Regions from separate parts of the Sus scrofa genome. Here regions 1 and 3 are each linked to region 2. The links are chromatin contacts, called in public Hi-C and HiChIP or PLAC-seq maps. All regions are on one chromosome and are shown on one strand. Each heading gives the region's core, a stretch centred on a gene start, on an enhancer-like site or on the middle of the called end of the contact. The rest is flanking DNA. Distances are from core to core; before and after follow the strand shown. Region 1 holds the start of PELI1 (E3 ubiquitin-protein ligase pellino homolog 1). Region 2 has its middle 110 kb from the start of LGALSL. Region 3 has its middle 30 kb from the start of VPS54.

What was found. A called contact is a pair of places that touch in the nucleus more often than the background predicts. HiChIP or PLAC-seq counts read pairs in DNA pulled down with a chosen protein or histone mark.
Region 1: an H3K27ac HiChIP or PLAC-seq map of skeletal muscle shows a contact between it and region 2. The contact joins the promoter of PELI1 here to the enhancer-like site in region 2. A contact is called at or near these places in 1 of 5 promoter capture datasets (liver), 10 of 47 Hi-C or Micro-C datasets (alveolar macrophages, brain, embryonic fibroblasts and 6 more) and 2 of 2 datasets of contacts at active chromatin or transcription factors (alveolar macrophages and skeletal muscle).
Region 3: a contact with region 2 is called in a Hi-C map of subcutaneous adipose tissue, with 2.3 times the contacts expected there. The contact joins two enhancer-like sites. A contact is called at or near these places in 2 of 5 promoter capture datasets (fetal liver and liver), 18 of 47 Hi-C or Micro-C datasets (blood, brain, embryonic fibroblasts and 10 more) and 2 of 2 datasets of contacts at active chromatin or transcription factors (alveolar macrophages and skeletal muscle).

The regions. Positions count from the first base shown.
Region 1 is chr3:77,738,841-77,742,034 of Sscrofa11.1, forward strand. PELI1 (E3 ubiquitin-protein ligase pellino homolog 1) reads left to right here and starts at 1,620. Exons shown (of 7, transcript XM_021087454.1): 1 at 1,620-1,970.
Region 2 is chr3:77,589,881-77,593,127 of Sscrofa11.1, forward strand. No RefSeq gene overlaps it. Among named protein-coding and RNA genes, the nearest start is that of LGALSL, 110 kb to the left of the region's middle. Within about 2 kb of position 1,276, at least 5 of the 83 cell types and tissues checked have an H3K27ac peak or open chromatin away from gene starts, as enhancers often do. A contact at or near this core is called in retroperitoneal adipose tissue, skeletal muscle and subcutaneous adipose tissue, where this site is marked.
Region 3 is chr3:77,825,083-77,828,036 of Sscrofa11.1, forward strand. No RefSeq gene overlaps it. Among named protein-coding and RNA genes, the nearest start is that of VPS54, 30 kb to the right of the region's middle. Within about 2 kb of position 1,264, at least 22 of the 83 cell types and tissues checked have an H3K27ac peak or open chromatin away from gene starts, as enhancers often do. A contact at or near this core is called in retroperitoneal adipose tissue and subcutaneous adipose tissue, where this site is marked.

The DNA of each region.
Region 1 (3,194 bases), core at 370-2,869, 150 kb after region 2:
TTCCTTAGCATATGGTACAAGATTCTTCATGATCTGTCTCCTTTACCTTTCACTGTCTCCTCTTGCCACTCCCTTCAATTCCACCCTACAACCAGCAATGCTGAACTCTTTGCTGAACCAAATTCTAATGCCTCTAGCACTTTGCTCTTGCTGCCTTCCACCTCACCCCCAGCCCCCCCACCCTCTGCTCTCACTCACTTCTCTTTTCTTCCTCCACCAAAGCACACAAACACACTAACTCCTAGTCATCCTCAAGTTTAAGCGTTCTTTGAAGCATTTTCTGAAACTGCCTGAGCCTGGGGTAACTGTGTGTTGAAGCACCTGGTGTACTTTCCTATTAAGGTATTATCACACTGAGTCTATTTATTTACCTGGCTCCTCTTTTGCACAGTAAGCACTTAAACAGTGTTTCTTTTACATTCCTGTATCTCTCTTTCTGAGAACTAATAAAGTACCTGAGGCGTAGTATATTCAAGAATGTTTTCTAAATGAATAATTATGTGGTCTGCAAACATAAGGATCCTTGATCTTGAAACTCTCTATCTGAAAACCTCAACTTTTCCTGTTTCTGATTTCTAAACATTGATCTTTTTTCTTCCAGAGTATGGGGTTCTAGGTGGGCAGAGAAGAAAAACAAAAGAGCTTGGACAGGCTGTCTTAAGTCCTCTAGAGATCCAATAACATGTTTGCCTTTCACCACCCTCTTCGGCCACTATTTACACCTGGGTGCCCTGTATGGGTGTAGCCCTAGCTGACCAGCCCAACAGCATACTCAGACAGTGGTTCAGACTTCTCTTATTGCTAATTGAAAGTTGCCAATGTATATACAGTAAACAATTTTCAACTTTTCACTTATCTTTTGAACTTATACTTTATGAAATTCTTATTTCTTAAAAATTCTAGGCCTTAAAATTTAAACGTTTGATTACTTTGCACCGATCAAGTAAGATATAGCGATCTTGATCCTGAGCTCTACCTTTGCTGGCCTTAAAGAAGCCAGTTAGATGTGACTTGAGCGAAGAAATTAACTATGGGAATCTGACAATGGATTTGTTCCTAGCAGTTTTATAACTTAATTGTAAAGTTATTGGAAGCAACTACGTTTCTACAAGTCTTAGGTTAAAAAAATAAACGGAAAAAACCCTTGAATTTAAGGCAGGGAGGGCTCCCTTGAGGGAAGGGAAATGGTTGTGATTCGGCATTTATGGCATAAAATTAAGCAGCAGGGAAGACCAAAATATGAAGAAGTCAGATTTCACTGAGCACTTGTGAGTGGTGAGGTTAGGAAATTGGGGGTGGAGCGAAGTAAGAAGGACCAGCTAAAAGTAGGATCCTTAACAGCACCATAACACAAGGAGGGCCTTGTTCAGCCAGCAGCCGCGCTGAACACGTTCCCTTCCTCAGTATGTCTGTGACCATAGTAACAGTGGGGCCGACCCTCTCCCTCCCGAGCATGCGCAGTGCGGAGCGAGCAGGGACTCGTCCTCAACAATGTACCCCTTTTTCTTCAGTCAGAGAACTACAACTCCCAAGAGACCGCTCGGCGCCGCGGCACCGCCTCCCTCTATGGCCCTGCCCCGTCCCCTCCCTCCGGCCCCGCCTTCCAGCTAGTCCCCTCCCCTCCCTCTGAGTGTGTGTCAGTGACCCAGAGGCGGAGTGAGGCGGAGGGACCGTCGGGGGGCGCCGCCGCTGCCGCCTCCAGCAGCAGCACTAGCCGAGCCGCGCGTTCGGGTTTGCCTCGAGCCCTCCGGGAGCGCATCACAAAGCGGGCCCCGCGGCTCTCCCTCCGCCCGCGGCTCGTCAGCGCTCAGCTCCGCGGCCAACTTCCCCTCGCCGGGCTCGGCCGGCTGGCGCGGAAGGCGGCGGCGGAACGCCGGGCTGTCTGCTCGCGCTCCCCGCGCACGCACACTTCACCCCCTCGCCCCGGGTCTCGGGGCCGTGCTGGGATTCCGGCCACCAGCAATTGTCCGGTGAGTGTGGCCGCGGCACGCCGCGGGAGGGGTCGACACGGAGCGGGCGAGGGGTGCGGGCCAGGCGGGCGCGCAACTTCCTCGGCGGCTTCCCGGGGCGGACGGCCGGGTTTAGGCGGCCAGCTTTCCCCGCCCGCCTGCGCGCCCCCGCGCCGAAGCGGAGTTTGCGGCGCCCTCATCCCGCGCCTTCGCAGGAGGAAGCGCCTTTGTCAGGAGCCGGCCCGACGCGCCCTCCCCCTCCGCCCAGGAACGGGCGCGCGGCGGCCAAGTCCGAGCCCCGCGCCCCGCGCCGGGCCACCAGCTGAGGGAGGGGAGCTTCGCGGGGGCGGGGAACGAGGTAGAATTGAAAGAGAAACAAAGGGGGGCGGAGGGCTTTTCTTTTGTTTGTACGAATCTGATAACTTCTTTTTCCTTCTTTACATAACACAGACTTCCAAGTTAGTCATTTTGTTTATTGTCATGATTATTGTCATCATCACTGCTTGTCCCTCGCGTTTCCTTTCATCTGTGGATCTCAGAGCACTTAAAAACACCAATTAGTTACACCTCCGGGGCCCCTACGAAACAAAGTTAATGCCCCGGTTTCCGTAAGTGGGTAAACTGAGGTCCGGAAGAGCTCGCTAATTGATGGATACCCTTGATCTTCCACCACGCCTGGTGTCTGAGGACCTGAAAGCATTTATGAGTAAGAACTGGTTCTTCAGTGCCCTATGGAAAAGTTGAAGATACTCATTTTACTTACAGGTTAACCGAAGTCTAAAAGAAGTCTGGGTAATTGTTAGGTAGTTGAAACAATAACTCTTCTTACACGATGTTTTGAATCTTAAAACCTCAAAGGACTCTTGAAAAATGCTACGAATGGGGAGAAAGAATACTGTACACCATAAACTCATCTCACCCATCTGCTTTTATTTTTGTACCTGCGGGTAGGCAAGACAGCAATCATGGGGGTGGGAGGGCAGAGATTTTTTTTAATGTAGGTTTAACAGATTTAGTCACAACACACAAGGAACTGTGTCTTGGTTTTAATAGCACCAACAGCCTTCCCATCGTTTAGTCATCAAATTGAGTGAGCACCTTATCCATAAGGTACTGGTTGTACAAAGAACCAGAAGCTTTAAGTGTAAGAAAAGGTCATCTATTTGTTTTGGTTCAAAGGCTGTGTACTTCTCTTATTCTACAAAATGCTATTTTGTTTGCATAGCAGCTGATCTTTTGTTTCAC
Region 2 (3,247 bases), core at 26-2,525:
GGATAACGAGCCCAGCTTCCTTGTATCTCGCGTGAGATGACTGAGGCGTGTCTGCACATTGAGGTTAAACCTAGTTGTCTAGTTGTCCTTAGTGATCACTGTTTGATAACATCCTTTGCAATCTTTCTTGCCTTCACAGCTTCCCTTCTCCATTCCCCTTCCAGTGTTTCCTGGGATCCCCTTCCTAACGACCTGCTTGTCCTGGAATCCTTGTTTTAGAGCATACTTCCGTGGGAACCCAAACTAAAACATCCAATTCACTGATTGCTCCGACACATGATACACGACTGAACAGTCCCCAGGTGTCACCCTTAACCTTCTGTCTACTTCCTAAACATGAGAATAATCTAGTTGGAAGAAAAGTGACATTTAACCTGCACCTCTTTGGAATAGTATTAAACCCTGTCAAAGTGTAAAATCAGTAGATTTTATTGCCAAGACATGTGCATGGCCAACTTTCCCCACCTTCCATCTGTCAGTAACCCCCTCCCCCCCACCTCCACCCCTAACCAGAGGGACTCCCACAGCCTACTGGATCTCTGTTTGGTTTAAATTTTTATGTCGTGCATTATTTAACTCACATGTAATTGAAATAGTATTAAACTCTTTCTTGATTAATTCTCCCTGGAAATTCTCATCAACTATTTAATAGAAGTTCTGTTCTATTACCGAAGCTGATCAGATTCTTTTATTTAAGGACTGAAAGGAGGACGCATGTCAGACTCACAAGCCCATTTTCCTGGTCAGCCTTCTTTGATGATGTAATTTTTTTTTAAATCTCTGAGGGAGTCATGTTTGTTAAAGGAACAGTCCTTTTAACTTCCCTCTGATTACTGAGTTCCTAAATCTCTGCAGCTCCTCAGAAAACCTGCTATAGTTTCAAGCAACCCTTTAAAGTGGTAATTCTCTGCCCTAGGTGTGCATGGAAATTACCCAGGAGCTTTTATTTCCAGAGACTTTTGGGTCCCACTGTAGATCAGTCAAATGGCTGTGTCTGGGCAACAGTAGCTTTTTTGTCCAGGGGGCCCTGATGCGCAGCCAGAGCTGAGAGCCACTGATTTAAGAGGGCAGAGCTTCCAAAGCTATGAACACCAGTTGCCCCATGAGCTGCAGCTCTAGACAAAGCAGGAAGAGCTAAGCGTCACTGATGGTACCCCCAGGTGATAGCACACATCCTAATAATCCAGTCTCTGCATTTGTGGGCTGCTCCACCCTTCCCTCCAACCTCCACTCATGTTTTGCTCCCTGCACTTGAGCCAAGAGGCCTCAGGAAGCCTCTCATCAAGCCGCCCACACTCTAATGAGAAAACATCCACCATGCAATGCAATAACCTTTTGTTCCCATCACAGAGCAAAGAACTCTGCTCCCCAAGGAGATTTCGAATCAAGAATTTTATTTTCTTGTTTGAAAGTTTGTGCCGTTGAGCCTCATGCATTTTCATTTCTCATGCATTTCCATTTCCCTATCTTCCAATTTGGGAAATTTTTGTTCCTGGCTGAACCTCTGTGTATTTTCTCAGCCTTGGTGGATGTGGCTGCCTTTATCCCTGGGGTGTCATTCTAGAGAAGGAGTTCCTCCTGTTCCCAGAAACAAACAAAAAAAATCCAAAAAAGAAAAGAAAGAAAGAAAATGGAACCTATAAACTGGGACATCTGTCTACAAATGACCTCTATTAAGCCCGACCCTTGAGGAGCTTAGGGCCCTGCAGGACTTCTTTAAGCCTGATAATCCTCTCTTGTAAAACTTTAAGAAACCACAGTGAGTGACCATTTGGGACTCCACGCCAAATGGTAACATAATTTAATTAAGTAGGTCCATGAACTTTCTAAAGTGTCTGTAGATTTTGGTGTATACATGCATTTTTTCTGAGGAGACGATCTCAAATTCTCATACAGGTACGTGACCCCACGAAGTTTAAGAATTAGCAATTTCATGCTTCCTCCCTCTTTCCCAAGAGCCCAAACACAGATATTTGACATGAGGCACTAACGCTGACACTTTTACACACCCTTGGCTCCTCCCTCCTTGGCCTTCACCGTCCGGGGGCTCTGGACACAGCATATGAACTGCTGGTCTAGAGAAAGGGGCTCTAGGGTCCCACAGTACCCAGAAGCCAAGAGCCAAGAGGACAAAGTGACCTGGTTCTGAGGGCCCAGCAGTGCTTCAGAAGAAGATATGATGTGGGTTCTTTTTTAAATATAGATTATGTCGGAGGAGTTCCCATTGTGGCTCAGCGGAAACGAATCTGACTCTCATCCATGAGGACGCAGGTTCGATCCCTGGCCTCAGTAGTTTAAGGATCTGGCTGCAGACACGGCTCAGATCTGGTGTGGCTGTGGCTGTAGCTGTGGCGTAGGCTGGCAGCTACAGCTCTGATTCGACCCCTAGTTTGGGAACCTCCATATGCTGCGGGTATGGCCCTGAAAAGACAAAAAAAGAAAATTTTATTGGAGCATAGGTAGCTTACATTGTTGTATTAACCAAGTGAATCAGCCATACATTTACATATATATCCATTCTTTTTCAGATTCTTTCCCCATATAAGCTATCACAGGGTACTGAGTAGGCTTCCCTGAGCTGTATTGTTACAGATCGATTTTGTGTGTAGTGGTGTGTATATATGGCATGTGCTCTTAGGTGGCCTATGAGGTCCCCAGCAAACATTGTGCAGGATGAATGTACCTGCAGACCGAGGGCTGCGTTGCTTAGAGAGGATCATCTCCCTCTTCAGCAAGTATATGTGATTATTTTCTTTCCATGGATTCTTAAAAAAGCTTGAGAATGTGGTTACCTGTCACTGTCAGGCTTTCCCCTGTATCAGAGCACAGTCACTAGTGAGGAGAGGGGAAGAGAGAACTGGAGCCCCACCCTGGAGGCACTTCACTCCCTCACCTTGGCCAAGTCTCCTCATCTTCTCTTCTGTGATGAGGGAGTGATTAATGATGTCTCATCCTCAGGGAAGTAGCACAGGACACTGTAAGTTCTAGAAAGGGGAGGAGGACTAGAGTGTGGAGGGAAGCATAGAAGATGGCGGCGCACAGGGAGAGGGAACCAACATCTAGTGACTGCCTAGTATGTGCCAGGCCCGGGTTAGATCCTTGACCCCTGATATTGCCTGGTGAACAGCTGCAGGACAAGCTCAAATGAGGGAGCAGCCACAGCACAGAGCCACCCTGTAGATCTGGACAAAGTCCCTGACCCCAAGGGACTTAATCTTGAAAGGCGCAGAGTAAATCTTTCTATTGC
Region 3 (2,954 bases), core at 14-2,513, 240 kb after region 2:
TTCACTCAGGACAGTTAGATATTTGAAAACATTTTTGGCTACCCTTTCCTTTGGCTATCAGTCCATGGTGGGCTCACTACAGGTTGAACTAAGACTCTATCAAGAGATCCTTTAGCAGCATCCCAAATTTAGTTAAAAAAAATTAACTTTAAAATGTACACACACTCTAAAGAGTATAACTTTTTAAAACTATGTAAAGACATCCTATTAGAGTAAAACTATACCAAAGTCTTAGGATTTTATAGGAGAAAAAAATCTTTAAAATTACTGGCCAGTTCTTGACTTCTTTTGTTCCCCCTCTATCTCCAGTGCAACAACACACTCAGTAATGACTCTCCTACATAACGCGTCTGACCTGAAGAGGACACACATCTATACCATAACTTGAAAGGTTCCTTTTTCTCTTTCTTTACACCAAGTTTGTTACTTTTCAAAGACCATATGGTGCTAATTGATGATAAGAAGCAATAGCATGATTCACAGACTGTTCTTGTTTTATGGACCAGACGCTGCTTCACCTTGAACTGAATGACATAAAACAGGCGTCTGCAGGGCCACTGACACGAAACTGCTGAGTCCCCATCTGCAGAGAAACAGTGAGTACCTGAGCAATGTTTAGTTCCCTTTTTAATTTTATAATTAAGTTGAACACTTCCTCTGCTATTGATTACAGTGATATTTAGCACACAATTAAATGTAATTGATTGGCTAGTATTGAAGTATTTCCTATATTATCAAAAACCTAAAATGTTGTTAATCAATTAAAAATCTTTATGATGTAGTATCTGGCTCTGCTTGTGTGTGTGTATGTGTGTGTGTGTGTGTGTGTGTGCGTGCATGTGCATGTGTGTGTTGGATTTTTTGCTTGTAAGTTTTTTGGAAATCTCGTGTCTTCTTAAAAAAATTTAAAAATATTATTGTGGAATAGTTGATTTACAATGCTGGTTTTGATTTTTTAAATGTTACTACACACATTCATGTAGAAAAGTTACAAAATAAAGCAAATGTGTTGAACAAAACAGAGATAAGAGCAAAAAGAAAATATTTTCCATAATTGTACCACTTGGAGAAAACAGCATTTTCTCGTATACACATCAATCTTATATAAACATATTTTACTTCTAAATTTTCACGCAAATGGACTTGATTTCTACAAGGGTGCGCTTCTGAGAAACCAACTTCCCTTGGGCAGATAGCCTATCTGCTTTGGGGGGAAGGAAGTGGCTCACATCCTGACAAGCAGGGAGGGCATCATTGTTCCTCTCTCAGAATTGGCATAAAGCCTTCTCCCAGAAAGACAATTATGTGACAGAGGATCCAAGAGCTGGCCCAGTCTTAGGGGAAAGTGGTGTGTAAAAGTGGCTTACTCCGTTTCTCTAATTATTACAACCCAGAAGAACATGGGTTTGCATCCCAGCTGTTCCTTACAAACCAGGTAACCACAGATAAGTTAGAAACCCCTTTCTGCCACAGGCTTCTCATCTGGGGAACAATACAGGAACAATAACAGTACAGACCTCACTGGGTTCTTGCAAAGACTAATGAGTTATTACAACATAGCCCTCAGTGCCCGGCCTGCAGTAGGGTTTCCACAAATGTCAGCAGCAGTGTTGTTATGGTCGTAGATGGCCTTGAGGATTATGTGAACTATTCTATTTGAAACTCCTGCCACGCCTAGGAGTTATCGTTACAATATATAGTATTGCATGGAGAATTTGTTCTTGATCACCCACCTTTTCACTTGGCAGCACTCCCCATTTTTTTCTCTAGTCCAGGGCTGTTTACTAGGACTTTCTGTGATCATAGAAATGGTCAATAATCTATGCTGTCCAACCTGGTAGCCATTAACCAAATATAGCTATTGTGCTGTTGAAATGTGTTTAGTGCAACTGAAGGATTGAACTTTTTGTTTTAATTTCATTTAACTTCAGTCAATTTAACTAGTCAAAGCTAGTGCCTTAATATCTGTCTGCTCCTACTCCCATCTCATCATAGTAATTGCCTTTAGGCACAAGGCAAATCCATCTGTAGCAACTTTAGCAAATTTCTCCTCATTCGCGCTGTTTTGAATAACATCTTTTGACAAAAACCTTTTTTTAATTGAAATATAGTTGACATAGTTCCTTCTTGATAAATGATAAAATACAAACATACCATTAAGAAAATAGAAACAAACTGAGTGTATATAGTGTCAAGCTTCTCAGCCAAGTGTGGCTTTCCATTGTGCATCATGCAAACCTGAATGAGAACAACTTAATAAGCTTTTCAAGAGATATTTGGCAGGTTAGTATAAAAGGTTTCTTTACAAATCTGGAATGAAAAGGGGACAATTCTGTGATCAAATGCTCTTCCTCACAATATATAGCAGACTGCTTCTTGATCTGTTCTGATTCTGTCTTTAGGTCGGTTCTTTTCCTCCCTGTGCCTCTTGCTCGGAGCCCCTTCTGAGCCTCAGGTCGCTGCCTTCATCCATACCTGTTGGTGTTGAGACCAAAGCTGTCAGGCTCCCTGAGGGCAGCCACTGAGTAACTCAGAGCCAGTAAATAGGGGCTGGGTCCCAGAAGTGAGCCCACATGCCCTTTTCATGAGCCCATGTCCCTGCTCCTCTTTCCTCTGTTATAAAGCCAATCTTAACTTCAAGCCCTAGATAAATCATCTTACACTTACGTCAAAGGAAAGCTAGAAAACCAAAAGCAAGTTTGCATTAGGTAACTCTTCCTTCTCTCCCAGGGAAAGGCTGCCACCTGCTGTAATACATTGGCATTGGGCTTTTCCAAGGTCACTGAACAGCCACTTCCTCCATACAAAACAATGTATGCACAACCCCAGCTGACTATGTCAAGAGTGTAAACAGGAGGGCAAACCAAGAGGCACACCTCTTAATTCCTTGACATAGGGCAAAGAAGCACACTCATCCATATCAACAGTGCCCAGACGGAATTGGCAGCATTCTA